2 separate regions of the Danio rerio genome follow, and region 1 is linked to region 2. A link is a contact called in public Hi-C data. All regions are on one chromosome and are shown on one strand. The core of a region is the stretch at or near the end of the contact, and the rest is flanking DNA. Distances in the headings are between cores, read along the strand shown.

Region 1 (7,666 bases), core at 3,058-5,557, 290 kb before region 2:
TCCGCTATACTTCAGCGAAGTTAATGATGGACAACAGAGGGCGGCTAACAATAGTGCAGTATAAGTATTTCCCGTGAAAGACAATAAGTTATTATTGAGCTGGAGTTAAATAACTGTACCAATCACAAACGCAGTTATGTTCTATTAGGGCGACACATTTCCCTTAATCCCCTTAACTCTATTTTAAAACCGTTTCCATACAGTAATTTGACGCTGTGAGATTTCTTTGTTTACAAACAGCCAGTCAATTGACACTCATTGTCGCGATCACTTGTAATTACACGCGCCTACTGCGAGTCTGCTAAAAATGCAGTTTTGTTTGCACAGTGGGATGGCGGTTTATATATTATTCTAAGTAATCCATAATTCATATGACACATGAGCCTTGTTTTCAACTTGCACACGTTCTATTGAGCTTAATGGACAATCATGTATCACTTCATATTAATTTTTTTAAAGGAGTTCAGCTGGCAGATGGTCCAGTGATGTGTGGTCCATCCTGGCCTGATCTTATTGCTGTTATTTCAAGCGTCGCTGATCACTGGAGGCCCAGCCTCTAGTCAGTCTTGTATATTCGACTCCTAATCTGCTCGGGACATCTCGCCCTCTTCACCGGACTCATGTCAAGCTGATGTGTATTAGATACTTTTTCCTTCCCTCTGAGTCTTTATAAAAGGTAGAAATGCCACAATTGTGTGCCACATACAACCATCAATAATTGAATTCAATAATTGTGAAGAAAACGTTCTGAAATGTTTTAGAACAATATATTTACTTCCATTAAATAAAACACAATAGTTTATTTTTGGGATGTTGAAAAACGAAACAAAAATTCCGTACCAAATATTATACACAGAGCAAAAACCAAGTTCATTTCGCAGAAACATTTGCGTATTATTACCCAGGGTTGCTATTCTAGATCTATATTCACACAGACATTTAATAATAAATTTATAATATCACACACGACTGGTGCGTTTAGTATGTACATTCCCTTGATCGCAAGCAAGACATGATTCCTGTAAGTTTTCCACATGCTGTGTTGAACTGAATTCTTGAAAATGCTTAAGAGTTAGAGCTTTCGCTTCTACAAATTGGAGATGATATTAAGATATATGTATAGCCTATATACAACCGTTCAGTCAATTACTGTCCAAAATTAAAACGTCAAAATAAATGAGATTTTTTTTGTTGTTAAATATTGTGGTATCCTAATCTCTTCACTGGCTAGTGTGCACTTGCTAGTGTAGAGAACAAATCTTATTAGCAATGGAGCCTTTGCCTTCCGTTCCCGCTTGACATTCCATCACAGGATTGGACGCGTTTCAGTGGTTTATTCTTCTAGTGCCCTTGAAACAAAAAGTGTAGTCTCTTGTTCCTGGGATTCGGATTGTAAATTCTACAGTCGTCTCTTACACCGGTCTATCCACTGCGTACTGGCAGGCGCTGAGATTGGAGGCCGGATTCTGCACGCTCGCGTATCCAAAACTCGAGTGTTGCTTGGCTTTCAGTCTCAGACTGGCAAGACTGGAGTTACAAGTGTCCCGGTAAACATACGGAGGCGTCGGTGGGGCGTAAGGGCACGCCGGCGTGGGAACCCCCGAATTTAGAGAGGGGTTGCTGAGGTTATTCAAGTTATTGAGGCTGTTTAAACTTGATCCTGGTACACCGGTGACAGCAGACGGAACCATACTGGAGGACATGCTCATTGAAGAGATAGAGTTAGGTGGAGAGAACATGGTCTGGGACGACAGCGGATTGACATTCATGGAATTGAAAAAGGGAAAGCTTTTGGTAGACAGAGAGGCCGACGTGAGTCCCTTTGCAGCCCAGTTGTTGTACGTATAGCTGGGATACATGTCATCGTAGGGCTGCATAAGTCCGTTGAATTGAGGGCCGAAACCGTTTTTACACAGCTCAGCCTGTTGATTCCTCTCCCTTTTTCTCCATTTTGCCCGTCGATTCTTGAACCACACCTGCAACAATTGTAGAAAAGAATTAGCCTACATAATTAATTAGTCTATCTAAAGCAATGCAAGACTGTCATCGAGTTAGAACAACACGGACTGCTCCGTTTGTTTTAGGTAGGCTAGATAAATGATATGGGTGGTGGTGTCAAACTCAGTTAGGTTCCCTAATTAAGTCACTTTTTATCAGTCACCCGGAATCTTGTCTGATCCCGGGAATCCCAATACACATTCAGACTTTTAGCGCCCGACGCTTTAAATGTGTATTCTCGCTAAGCAGGCGGAGACACACTAACCCTAAGTATATACAACACGAGAATGACAATCACAAAATAAAAGCTTTGCACCTCTTAAAAGGCGACTGTGTGACTCCATTAAAGTCAGTCATCGTTTGGGCGTCAGTCTTTATTTCGTGTTGATTGCAAACAATTTGACTCACCTATAATTAGCCTCTTAACATACAATAACAGATTTTTTATTTAAACAATTAAACAAAATCATATTTAGTATGCAACCCAATTAACGTTATGGAAAATTAGCAAGCATAGAATGCAGCGCCTGCATATTAGACTAGCTAAAAAGTAAGTTAATGTATGAACAAAAATATTTACATGTAAAACACATACAACAACGCAAAAAAAATATATATTTCAGAAATATATCTTTATTTTTATTGTTAGTGGATCTATGAAATATGCACTAAAATTACGTTACGTTTAATTCAGCATTAAGCTAATAGGCTATGTTGAATTTTAATAGTAAATAATAGATTTAATTCACACACACACACACACACACACACACACACACAAAAAGAAAAACTATAAAAATATTAAGGGTTATATCACATATTATTTTCTTGTAATTTTATTTATCAAACTTACTCGGACTCTGGCCTCTGTTAAATTTGTCCAAACGGCGATCTCCTCTCTAGTCGACATGTCCGGATAGCGATTCCTCTGAAAAGTGGCCTCCAGTTCCTGTAACTGCTGGCTAGTAAAATGCGTTCGTTGCCGCCTTTGTCTCTTCTTTTTCGACGGGTCATCGTTCGAATCTTCGTTTTTACTTTGTCCCTTTTCTTTCTCTGTAATGCAAAAGGAAACACTCTTTTTAAACAAATATTTAATTGCAGAGGAACAAGCTTCAGGCACGGTTTTGACACATTAGAGAAGTGTGCGTGAGGGAGACAAATCTCTAATTCCTTTTTATTGAATTGAAGATATTTGACATCATGGTAACATAACAAGTTGGTTCCCTGGTAACAATTTAACGGGCGAAATTTAATTAATGATGTTCCTGAATTAAATTTATTATAACGCTCGTTTTAACATCCTAACATCCTTTTTTCTGGCAAAGCCAACAGTACCGGTAAAAACCCAATGTTCAAATGCTAATGCAGGATTTAGAAAATATTTTAACCGCCATAAATGCAGCATGCATTTTTTTATCACACGAAAGCAATGACATTGTAGTTTGGGAATGTTTGCTCTATTCTGTACAAAGCGCAGTTGCCACTGTGTAAACATTCGTGAAGCCCACATTTTCACAAACAATTTAAGTAAATAAAGTCCTGTCAAAGGGTATGACTTATGTAGCTCATTTCAATAGCCCTACGAATCAACTGCCTGTTCCACCTCTTGATATATTTACATGGCTCGCTCTGTCGGCTAACCCACTCTGTTTTCACACCGAGCGAAGTTTTAAAATGTTTCTTTCTCGAGAAGAACACTTAATGATAACTGACACCAAAACCAAAAACACTCAAGTTAAAAATCTCCTCAGGTCTTACCTACGGACTCTGGACTGGAGGTGTCTGAAACCGTGTGCACATCCAGCCTGTGTTTCGAGTCCACAGACCGCTGAAGCGGTTGCAGACTAGAGGCCATCGAAAGCGGCGTGTGTTTACTCCCGGTAACGTGGTGATTGTGATGATGGTGGTCCAAACTCAACGGATCCTTCATAGAGGTCATGGATAAGACAAGCGATTTACCGACGGCTCGCAAGCAGCTATAACTTCCTCAGCGCAGGTCACAAATACAGATAAATAAATAAATAAAAGAAATAAAAGAAAGAAAGAAACGAATGTGTCCAGCAGTGAAGTATCGGCAAGCGTTGCCAGTGCTCCTTTCTCATTTAAACCACTAAAAGCGACACTCCTGAAACGGCTTTAATAATAAAAAAATATGATTAAACAAGCCCAGTGTTAAGGAAAGATTTTTTTCCCGTTTCGACTGGGTAAAAGATATCTCGGTTTCAGCCGAGAGCAAGGAAAGCCAGAGTGACAGGGACAGGTATGTGATATTATATCCACTTGCATACACACACACTCTCCTGCACATCACAGCCCTCGCTCTTCATTTCAGCTGTCCCTCTATCTGTCCAACCGAGCTGCTCTATGCGTCCTGACGTCACAAACTCCGCCCTCAATCTGACGGAACATTAAACCCTATACATGTCAGCTTTTATGGCAAACCGACTATGAATCGGCCCAAGAAATGAGAAAATGCAGCCTATGCAGTTTGAGATGTTTTTCTATCTCTCTAAAAACATGTAAATAAAAAAAACGTGCATTCACTTGATTTAACATCACTTAACATTTATCATGGTACACCTGACGCTCAAAACCCAGGTTAGGTTTTCTCAGCAGCTATTACAACAAAATAAAGCGTATTATTAGCGTTGTAACTTTAGAGAGTTCTGTCGTCAATAAAACAATTTCACCAGACTTAACAAACACAGACTAAACAACTGCACAAAATCTTTTATTTATTATTATTATTATCTATTATTATTCATTAGCTTGAATTGACAGTGTCAAATACTTTTGTTTTTGTTTGTTTGTTTGTTTTTCTTTCTTTCTTTCTTTCTTTCTTTCTTTCTTTCTTTCTTTCTTTCTTTCTTTCTTTCTTTCTTTTCAAGTAAACCTGTCCCATATAAAAGTTTAATCATAAATGATACACAGAGGCCTAATAAAAAAAAAAATCATATTAGGAAAAAAATATTCAAGTTAAAGTTAAGTTTATTCAGGCTTGTATTCATTTTATATAATTTAATATAAGGATTAAAAGCACTTTGGCGAGGTATATTACTTTGGCGAGGTATACACTTTCGGCCCGTGATTATTTCGCGGGAGAGAAAGCACCCACTTTTCTTTTACTGAGTAGGCTACATTTAATCTGATAAGACGCTCATCTGCTTAAGAATTTTAAATGAGCATCTTTAATGACTTCCAGCTCCTTCACCTTGTGTCAAGTTTCTTCAAAACATCGCCATCGTCATTTACATGCCAAATCATATAAAACTGCGCATTTTATTTAAATGCCAAACATTTATTTATGTTACAACTTTAATTTATTTATAATTTTCCCGATCTTCATTTTCAAATAAAATTGTGTATATTTTGAATTGTTAGTTTTACAGGTTAGGTGTTTTTTGAGATGAGAAGGAAAAATCCTTTCTCGTTGCGTTACTTAGGATTGTATTTTTTTGTAGTCATTCGACTGAAAATATCAAAGCAAATGGGTTATATATATATATATATATATATATATATATATATATATATATATATATATATATATATATATATATATATATATATATATATAGTAAACTTGGATAAACCGATCTCAATCTTGAAAACTGCTAAATTAAAGCTTTTGTGATTAAAGTTAAATTAACAATCAAATAATTACTTTAATTGTATCTTGGCGATCCACAGAAAGTTTTTTTTGTGTGTGTGTGTGTCCTGCAAAATCAAGTCCATACTAAGGGGGGAAAGGGTACTCAACTGCTTACGAAAACGACCCGACCGACTTATCTACGACATTTTTTCAGTTCACATTTTTCGTACTGGATATTATTTAATATGGAGAATATATAGAACCAACAAATCTTGTATGTACAGGTGTTTTAGATGTGACCTCGTATTCATTGCACTAGTGCTTAGACACAGAACATTATTAAAAAATATTTTTCAGCCTGTTTTTAACACTTGCTATTCATTTTATCATTGCCATTTATTCCCCTTTTTGAAAGTAAAAAGTCTATCGCTATTCGCAAGGGAATCTATTTTTATTCATTTTAAACCGATTGTACTACCATCTGAAAACACAAACTATTCATGTAAAATCATAATTACATCCACTGAAATGTGCTTAATAATGACAGGTGTTACGCATTTTTTACTCATAGAAATTCTATTGAAAATGGCACAAGTGCATTTTTGTTAAACGCATTGAAATATGTGGACTAGATTATTGCTCTGTATTTATTGTGGACCCTCAAAATGCTTCAGAGCGCTCTCACTGCCTGCTGTGGATTATTGGCCATGGCGCACCACAGAGCCATTAATTACCAATTCAGTCAATATAAGGGAGACGACAAAGCCTTTTCCATAGGATTAAGAGGACATTAGATTCTTCCATTAGTATATTCCTCCTCACGAGGAGGCTTTCATTACACATTTACTTTTCCCCCGAGTCTATCTAACAAGCGTTGCATATATTACCGCACAAGAGACGAGATTGTCGGTAATCAAGTCTCTCGAATGCCTTTTCCCCTTACTTTGCTGTTTGCATTTTGATGCTCATTTTCTACTTTTATCTTGTGTATCAGCAAAGTGAGAAGCAGAAAAGAAAGGCAAACAAATGCGACTAAGTAGATTTTGTGGTTTATTCTTATTTGCTTTAATTAGCTTAATAAAGATGCCAGATGATATAGAAGCCGTACACGCATTGCGTATCAACCTTTTATTAGCCCTTAATTTTGTCTGAGTTTCTGTAAAAATTGTTCTGATGCGACAAATTCTTAAACTGCTAGAGGAGGCGGGTTATTCAATTTATTTTTATTGTTATGCTAATTTAATTGTATTGTTTTTTTTTTACACTTGATACACGTATATTACACCTATTTATAATTCAATTAAATCTGTATTTTAATTAGCATATTAATGAACATTTGAAAGATGAGATGAATGTTTTTCAAATTTTATCGAGGACCCACATGATTACTCCAGTGCAATGGACTACGTTTTAGGCTATAACCGAGCATTTTGTCTTATAATTTTCAAGATAATTTAGAGAACATTTAAAATCAGAGGCTTTACAATCCCAAAATAATCTGAAGAAGCTGCTACGCGGCATTACGAAGACCTTTCCACATACCCTTGTATGATCCTGTCCTACCAGCAGATGTCCATCTTTGACTATAAACGTCTAATGGTTCCGCTTTTCCCAATGAAAAGTCATATCAAACACCAAAGGTGTTTTACACCCTCATGAGCGCGTTTTCTACCTCAGATAATTTTATGTAAAGGCCAAACAAATCCAATCAATTTTGATAATAAATTAAATTTTTTTCTGAAGGCCTAGCAAGGAGATGGAGTTGTCATTCACCAATATCTTACCTAATTGAGCACACGTTGATGCAAGTTTGCGGCAGTGGGAGTCCATTTAGTAGGTTATATGTTGTTTACCTGTGAAATAAAGAGAAAAGCTTATTTTAAGTGTTAGGCACGTGTATCAAATATATACAGTGTTTATAGTATGTCAACAGTAATAGTGTAGGTCAGCTTTTGTTTGAGTACGTTTGGTTTATAAACAAAAAAGATTGTTTATTGGCATTGAAGTTCAATGAAGAACATTTAACATCAACGAAATCTTACAGTTCCACATAGGTTGTTAACAACGGAACATTCT
Region 2 (7,822 bases), core at 4,980-7,479:
TTTGTGCCAGGCTTTAGCAAAAACTACTGTTTCCCACCTGTAGTCCCTGGACAGGTAGATCTTAAAACACTTAAAAATAGAAAAAGAAAAGAAAAACACAATACAATTTACAACTTCAAATATACTGGCTCTCTCATCACTATTATTTATGAAATTCATTTTTTCAGTCAACATTTATTTCAGTTAACAAAAGTTATTTTATTAATGTTTTACATTTAGATAACTACTATCAATTAACCCTGACTTTAAAACCGTTTGATTAATATTTTTATGAATAAAATAATAATTTAATTCATATTTGTTAATAATACATTTTGAATATTTAAAAAGAAAAGAATTATAGACATGTTATGACAGCACTGGGGGAAAAAACTGGGGGAAAATCACTCCACAGCACAAGCACCAAATGAGCTAAAGTGTGAAGGAGGGATTTGGCAGTGTGGGGAGTAATTTGTGTGGCCGTCCTGATGTTTGGCGCCGTTCATTAGACAACTTTATGGAGAGCTAAAAGCTGCTTCCAGCGCTTGGCCTTTCTTCCGTGTCAGGCACACGCAAACACACACAGCAGACATTCAATAAACCAGGTCATTCCTGACATCACGTTTGTTTTGCTGGGTCAAGAGCAGCCGGCCATAAATATAAATAAGAGCATTAAAAGCCAAAGATATCAGCAGTGAAGATATCGCTCCGGATTTACAGATGTGTGAGAAATAGCAGCGTTTTCATGATATGATCCAAACCGTGTCATATTATTACAAATGGCTTGGCTACTCGTATACTGTTAAAGTGCATAAATTGTATTAAGGTCATCTAATGCATTTACTGTACACTTAGGAAAAGTGCTGTTATTCTGTTTATGAAGTCTGAAGCTGAATCCAGTTTTTTTTTTCACTTTTGGAAAATTTAAAAGGAAAATAATACCTTGTAAGTCAATACAGTTATTAAATGTTTTATATTTTAATGGGGGAAAACTGCTTTATTTCTAAATGTAGGAATATACAGTGCTCAGCATAACTGAGTACACTTTATTTAAAAAAAAGAATATTTTTCTCCATTCCTCAGGGAACATAGGCAATGTGTTTTGGTGCATTTAAACAAAACAGATTTATTAAACAGATATATGTATTAAAATTGTATTGTAGTCACCAAACATATTTAGAAATTGAAAGATAAGACAATTAAATTCAAGAATTTCAAAAATTACAGCCTACAATTTTTTTTATTTCTCTTGATTTTTCCTCTTTCATAAATTTTTGTTTGTATTTTTCTCTAACATATACATTTGGGTGTACTAGTTTTTGGACCGTTATCATAGGTTACTTTGTTTGGTTTAAATGAGAATTATTAAACCCCCATTGACATTTTTTATTTATTTTTTTAAATATTTCCCCAATGATGTTTAACAGAGCAATGAAATTTTTACAGTATGTCTGATAATATTTTTCTTCTAGAGAAAGTCTTATTTGTTTTATTTAGGCTAGAATAAAAGCCTTTTTATTTTTTAAAAACCATTTTAAGTTCAATCTTATTAGCCCCCTTAAGCTCTATTTTTTCGATAGTCTACAGAACAAACCGTTGTTGTACAATAACTTGCCTAATTACCCTATAATGCCTAGTTAACCTAATTAACTTGGTTAAGCCTTTTAATGTCATTTTAGGCTGTATAGAAGTGTCTTGAGAAATATCTAATGAAATATTATTTACTGTCATCATGGCAAAGATCAAATAAATCAGTTATTACAAATGAGTTATTAAAACTATTATGTTTAGAAATGTTTTGAAAAAAAAAATCTTCTCTTCGTTAAACAGAAATTAGGGGGAAAAATAAACAGGGGGGCTAATAATTCTGACTTCATTTGTATAGTGTATTATATAATGGTATAACAGTGAATACACAAAAAAAAAGCATTTCAGTTGTATTTTTAAACAAAATATAATTTGATAAAAAGATAAAAGACTAGATTTGATTTTATATGATATATGATATAATATGATATTATGTATGATATGTGATATGTGATATGATTGGATATGATTTTATTTTATTTTTTAACAAAAACGAAATAAAATAATACACAAAGCAATTCTTAACAAAAAAAATACATTTCATCAGGGTCGATTTAGATCTGATTACTAAATTAAGACATTGTTTATCTTTAGATTGCAATAATATTCAATTATATGTTATTTTATATTTTAATGTTTTTATTTAAGTTTTAGTTTTTGCTTGATGTGGTTGATGATGATGGAATATAGAATGTATTAATTATCATCTTTTTCATAGAAAATAAGTTGATCATGTGGCACTCTTTGTTTAAAAAACATATGGTTGTAGCTTTTGTTTATATGATGTCTAAATATATAATATGGATAAATATCCAGCATCATACTGTGCATTGCTGCTATACTTTTCCTTAATGGCGAAAGCATAGAGCACAATAAAACGGCTTGTGTGGCGTTTAAAACAGCTGTGTTTTTACAACCTTCGAAACCTTACACAGAACAACCTTTGTTTTTTTTTTCTTCATATATACAACCAAACTACACCTGTCACATCCATCTCAGTTTAGTGTGCCACTATATATGTGTGCGAAAGTGAGAGAAAGAGCACATCAAATTTAATATCCCCTCCCGACCCGCAGAAATTCCTTTGTTCCCTTCTTTACTTTTCTCAGTAACAGGCAGCAGACTAAAGCACACAAACAAAATCAGACTCTACCGGACAGATTTGAGAAAATACTTTTTTAATGCACCTGTTCGTTTTAAGATTTTGGACTTTTTGGCTTTTCATAAAGTGACTTTTTTCAGTCTAATGTAAAGAAGACATCAAAAATAAACTTTTTAAACATTCCTTTTTGCCACACTTCAAATTGTATCAATTTTTTTGTTATTTGCAAGACATTTTTAAATGCCATTTTTTCAAAATAATTTTTGCAATAAAACTCTCTTATACCAGCACTTACAAACAGTACTGTACACCATACATAACAATTTTATTTATGTCTGTATTACACACAATTTGGCAGATTAAATCAAACGTTTTATTTTACAAAAAAAATTTCTCAGTATTTTCAAAATTAAATGAAACTAAAAAAAAAGAGTCCCCTAAAAACCTTCCCACATAGGAATCTAATATATATCAATATGTGCAAATTACATATGGCTTACAAATTTTTGTTTTGATTAAATATCAAATACAGTTGAAGTCAGAATTATTAGCCCCCCTGAGTTATTAAACCCCCTTGTTTATTTTTCCCCCAATTTCTGTTTAACAGAGAGAAGATTTTTTCAACACATTTCTAAACATAATAGTTTTAATAACGCATTTCTAATAACTGATTTATTTAATCTTTGCCATGATGACAGTAAATAATATTTGACTAGATATTTTTCAAGACACTTTTATACAGCTTAAAGTTAAAGGCTTAACTAGGTTAAATAGGTTAAGTAGGCAGGTTAGGGAAATTAGGCAAGTTATTGTATAACGGTGGTTTGTTCTGTAGACAGTCGGAAAAAAATTACCTTAAAGGGGCTAATAATTTTGTCTTTAAAATGGTGTTTAAAAAATTAAAAACTACTTTTATTCTAACCGAAATAAAACAAATAAGTTTCTTCTCCAGAAGAAACAAATACTATCAGACATACTGTAAGTATGTCCTTGCTCTGTTAGACATTATTTGGGAAATTTCATATATATATATGAAATATATACAACATATATGTTGAAATTTTGTAAACAATTTGTGTTTATGAAGGGTGTGCCACTGGGCTCTATATTGGGCCTAAGCAATATTTGTTTCTTGTTATGCTGTTGGGGATTATATAGACATCTTGAAAGTAAGTTAAAGCAATAACAGAAAATACCAAAATATAACATTTAAAATGAAAACAGAAAGATAACAGTGCAAGTTGCTTTAAAGTTTAAGGCAATAAATAAATAATAAAAATAGACCATAAAAAAGTGTCTTGCTAAAAAAATGTGTTCTTTTGCTATTTTTACAATAAGCAATTAACACTTCAAAATTAAACTAAAGCTTTTGATTAAATTGTATTTTAATGTAAATCTGAAAATAGTTTTTTTTTTTTTAATTGAGTTTTTTTATTTTACTTTGGCTTAGTGTAGTTTGGCTTACCTTTGAAATAGGCATGGGACAATTACCAGTTTCAAGCTATGCCACGGTTTGGAAAAGTCAAGCTTTTAAAACTGCAAAAAAATCTGTTATACCCTTCCTACAGTTTGTATAATATTTTTACATGTTTTATTTTTTTGTTTGTTTGTTCGTTTTTTGTTGTTTTTTTGGACAACAGTATCTCCAGCAGAAAATATATCTAAATATGCCTTTTCAAGTTGTAAAGAAATCAGTGTTTGTGAAACTAATGAAGACAGCAAAAGTCAATGATTTATTTTGATTACTTAGCCAGACAAAATATTTTTATTGTTTCTCAAAATAAAATGTATTTTGCTCAGAGGGGGAAAAGTTTTAGTTTTTTATTGTAAATATTTACAATATTTCCTATTGTAAATAGTGTTGTGAGAAATGCACCAAAGTGACTGAGAAAAACTTTAACCTAGTTAAGCCTTTAAATGTTACTTTAAGCTGTATAGAAGTGTCTTGAAAAATATCATCATGGCAAAGATAAAACAAATCAGTTATTAGAAAAATAAATTATTATTACTATTATGTTTAGAACTGTGCTGAATAAATCTTCTCTCCATTAAACTGAAACTGCGGAAAAAAAATAAACAAGGGGGCTAATAATTCTGACTTCAACTGTATATGATTATATCTAATATATGTGAACGTATAAATAAATAAAGTCCAAAGGTCAGAAAAAAATGCATGTAAGCACCCACATATATATTTTATACATATGAATCCCAAATGCGAACTTGTATGTTATATACCTGCATGTAATTTGCATATACTCCTATGCATCATATTTCTATATGGGTATGACTGATATGCAGGGGCGGATTTAGTGATTTGGGGACCCTAAACGATTCCAGCCATGGGTCCCACAGTCCTAAAATGCACCCTTTTTTACTTTTATTTTATTTTTCTATATTTTGCTAATATATTTTGTACAACTCAAACATCTTTTCTACGTTTTGTCTTAATGCAGTCTGTACATTTTTAATGATTCATTTTTATATATATTTGACTGCTGGACTGCTCCATTTTTGAGGTGGTGGACAAATTTGTGGACAATTAAAATAAAAATATTTTAATTTATAGTATTATTATTACATCTCATCACATTAATACAATAATAATAATATTAATAATAATAATAATATATTTGATTGTACATTAAATAATATTTAATTACATTAACATTTTATTTGTTTTACTTTCACCATACAAAATATAATAGAAAACAATGTTATAATTATTTTATTGGTTACCTCTATTTATACTTCTGAATATACTTCTAGAAATTATACGTCTAGATATTTATTGGGTACTCCAGATTTCCTGGGGCTCTAAGGGGCCGCTTACCTTACTTACTGGTTAAATTCGCCACTGCTGATACGCAAAGTTTTTTTACTTGACACTATCCAATATTTAGATTTAAGTGTCAGAAGTCATTTTTATTAAATAATGCCTCACTTGCATAATTAAAAATAACATTTTAGAAAGCATCAACCCGTGAAGTATGGTGATAACTGTTAGTTCATTTTTGTTCCCTTTCCGCCTGCATTGTCTTCCCTTAGCAAGTTTGCAGTTCAAATCCCCAACATTTGCAGAAAAAAAACTCTCTGCAAGTTACCCTAAGTTGACTCTCTCATTTACTCGCCACTTTTAATCTCCAAAACTTGACGCCCTGCCCTGCGCGCCTCATTCCAGACACTTTGACCCCCTGCTGGAAATGAAACGACGCCCCCTGTTGGCGCGGCTCTAGTGGGGATTAGGACGTCTCCCAGGATCAGCTGGGTCCTGCTCTGTCCCAAAAGAGGAAGAACAAATATTAATCAGCAGTAGCTCTGTCGCGCGAGGATGGCGGGGAGTTAGGAATCAGATGTTGTGGGAATGGGGGAGTTAAAAACACCCCTGTTTGTGCCTAGCAGTTTACTATGGGACAGGAATGTTTGCTGTTCTCCCTGCCATGCATCCCGAGGTTGGCAAGGGTCTGTGCCCGCACCATGTGTGCCAGTGTCAGCCAGCACAGCCTGCCCCGCCTCCACCTGCTCAATCGGGCAAAGCTACCACGGCGCCATCTGCTGCCCGGTGCAGCCACGCAAGCCATGCCATGTTTAATCAGCGCATATGAGCAAACAGAGCGAGCGGGCTGAGCCAGGTGGCAGAGCCGGCTGCCCGTTTGACTGAGGGGCCAAACCCGGCAGGGGCATCAAAGCCGGCCCGGGATTTACGGAGTAACCAGCCCCTAATCCACCCCCTTATTGGCTCCATTCATATTGAAATGTGTGATCAGAGGGAAGCGGGAGAGCCTGGTCTGGCCGGAGAACGGGTCGGCACAGCTGCAGGGATAAAGTTGCACTATGAGAGCAGCACTTTATTAGACGACTAAGGCCTCATTGATTGGATTAGGATTGGGAGGTCACGAGTGGCAGGACGTATATGTGTGTGTGTGTATGGGTGTTTGTGTGTGTATATATATATATGAATGTGTGGGGGGCAGGTTTCAGGGAAATGTGTTTTTTAACATATCTTTTCTTCAAGTGTGTGTGTGTTTGTATGTGTGTGTGTGACTTTTGTGCTGAATGTAACAGAGAATGGGTGGAATAAAATGGAGAGCAGAAGCTGAAGATTGATGTCGGACTCTCTGTGTGATCCTGTCTGGTATTAAGTTGTAGCGCAGGAGTTTTTTTTTTTTTTTGGCTTGCCAGACAACTGAAAAAAGAATTAGCTGGTGACTTAAAGGTTTGCTGTGATTTCTCTGCTAGGAAGCGAGAGCCGTTTAGGAGCGATTGAATGTGGCTTACCAGGGATCACTGATCATCCTCTGTGCTATTTTGTTTAGGGTAGAGAGTGTGGAAGAGAGAAAGTGAATATGAATGAATGATTGTGGTTACTTTGTATTGAAATGTTGTGAGAAGCATTTGAATTACATACAATAAACGTGTAAATAAATGAATGAACAAATTGTAATATGAATTTATGGAGAAAAATATTTGAATATAATTTGCTTTGCCACTCGGTGATTTCACTTTTTTCTTTAATTTTTATTTCTTCATTCATTCATTTTCTTTTCGGCTTAGTCCTTTTATTAATTAGGGGTTGCCACAGCAGAATGAACCACCAACTTATCCAGCATATGTTTTATGCAGCAGATGGCCTTCCAGCAGCAACTCAACACTGGGAAACACCCATACAATCTTGCATTCACACACATGCACTATGGCCAATTTAGCTTATTCACCTATACCGCATGTCTTTGGACTTGTGGGGTAAACAGGTGCATCCGGAGGAAACCCATGCAAACAAAGGGAGAACATGCAAACTCCACACAGAAATGCTAACTGACCCAGCCGGGGCATGAACCAGCGACCTTCTTGTTAGGCGATTGAGCTACCCATTGCACCACCGTTCCACCCTTCGTTTTAATTTTAAAAAGATTTATTTTCTTCCTAAAATAATGTTTTATTTAATTGAAAAGGTAAGACTTTTAAAATGTGACTTGATTTAATGACTAATCATCATCATTCATAATGTCCAAGTGGATGCTGCACACTGGTGGTGGTGTGGAGAGACCCCCCTCATTATTGTGAAGCGCTTTAGGTGTATGGCCATACACAATAAAATGCACTTAATAATGCACATTACATTCATTCATATTCTTTTCGGCTTAGTCCCTTTAT

The links. Hi-C and Micro-C count contacts between places; a contact is called where the count stands out from the background.
Region 1: a contact with region 2 is called in a Hi-C map of embryo, with 3 times the contacts expected there. The contact joins the promoter of pitx2 here to the enhancer-like site in region 2. A contact is called at or near these places in 2 of 18 Hi-C or Micro-C datasets (caudal fin and embryo).

What each region holds. Positions count from the first base shown.
Region 1 is chr14:40,840,627-40,848,292 of GRCz12tu, reverse strand. It overlaps pitx2 (paired-like homeodomain 2), which reads right to left and starts at 4,307. Exons shown (of 3, transcript NM_130975.2): 1 at 3,757-4,307; 2 at 2,852-3,051; 3 at 781-1,976. The coding sequence starts at 3,937. The coding sequence ends at 1,413.
Region 2 is chr14:40,548,113-40,555,934 of GRCz12tu, reverse strand. No RefSeq gene overlaps it. Among named protein-coding and RNA genes, the nearest start is that of zgc:77938, 40 kb to the right of the region's middle. Within about 2 kb of position 6,229, at least 4 of the 62 cell types and tissues checked have an H3K27ac peak or open chromatin away from gene starts, as enhancers often do.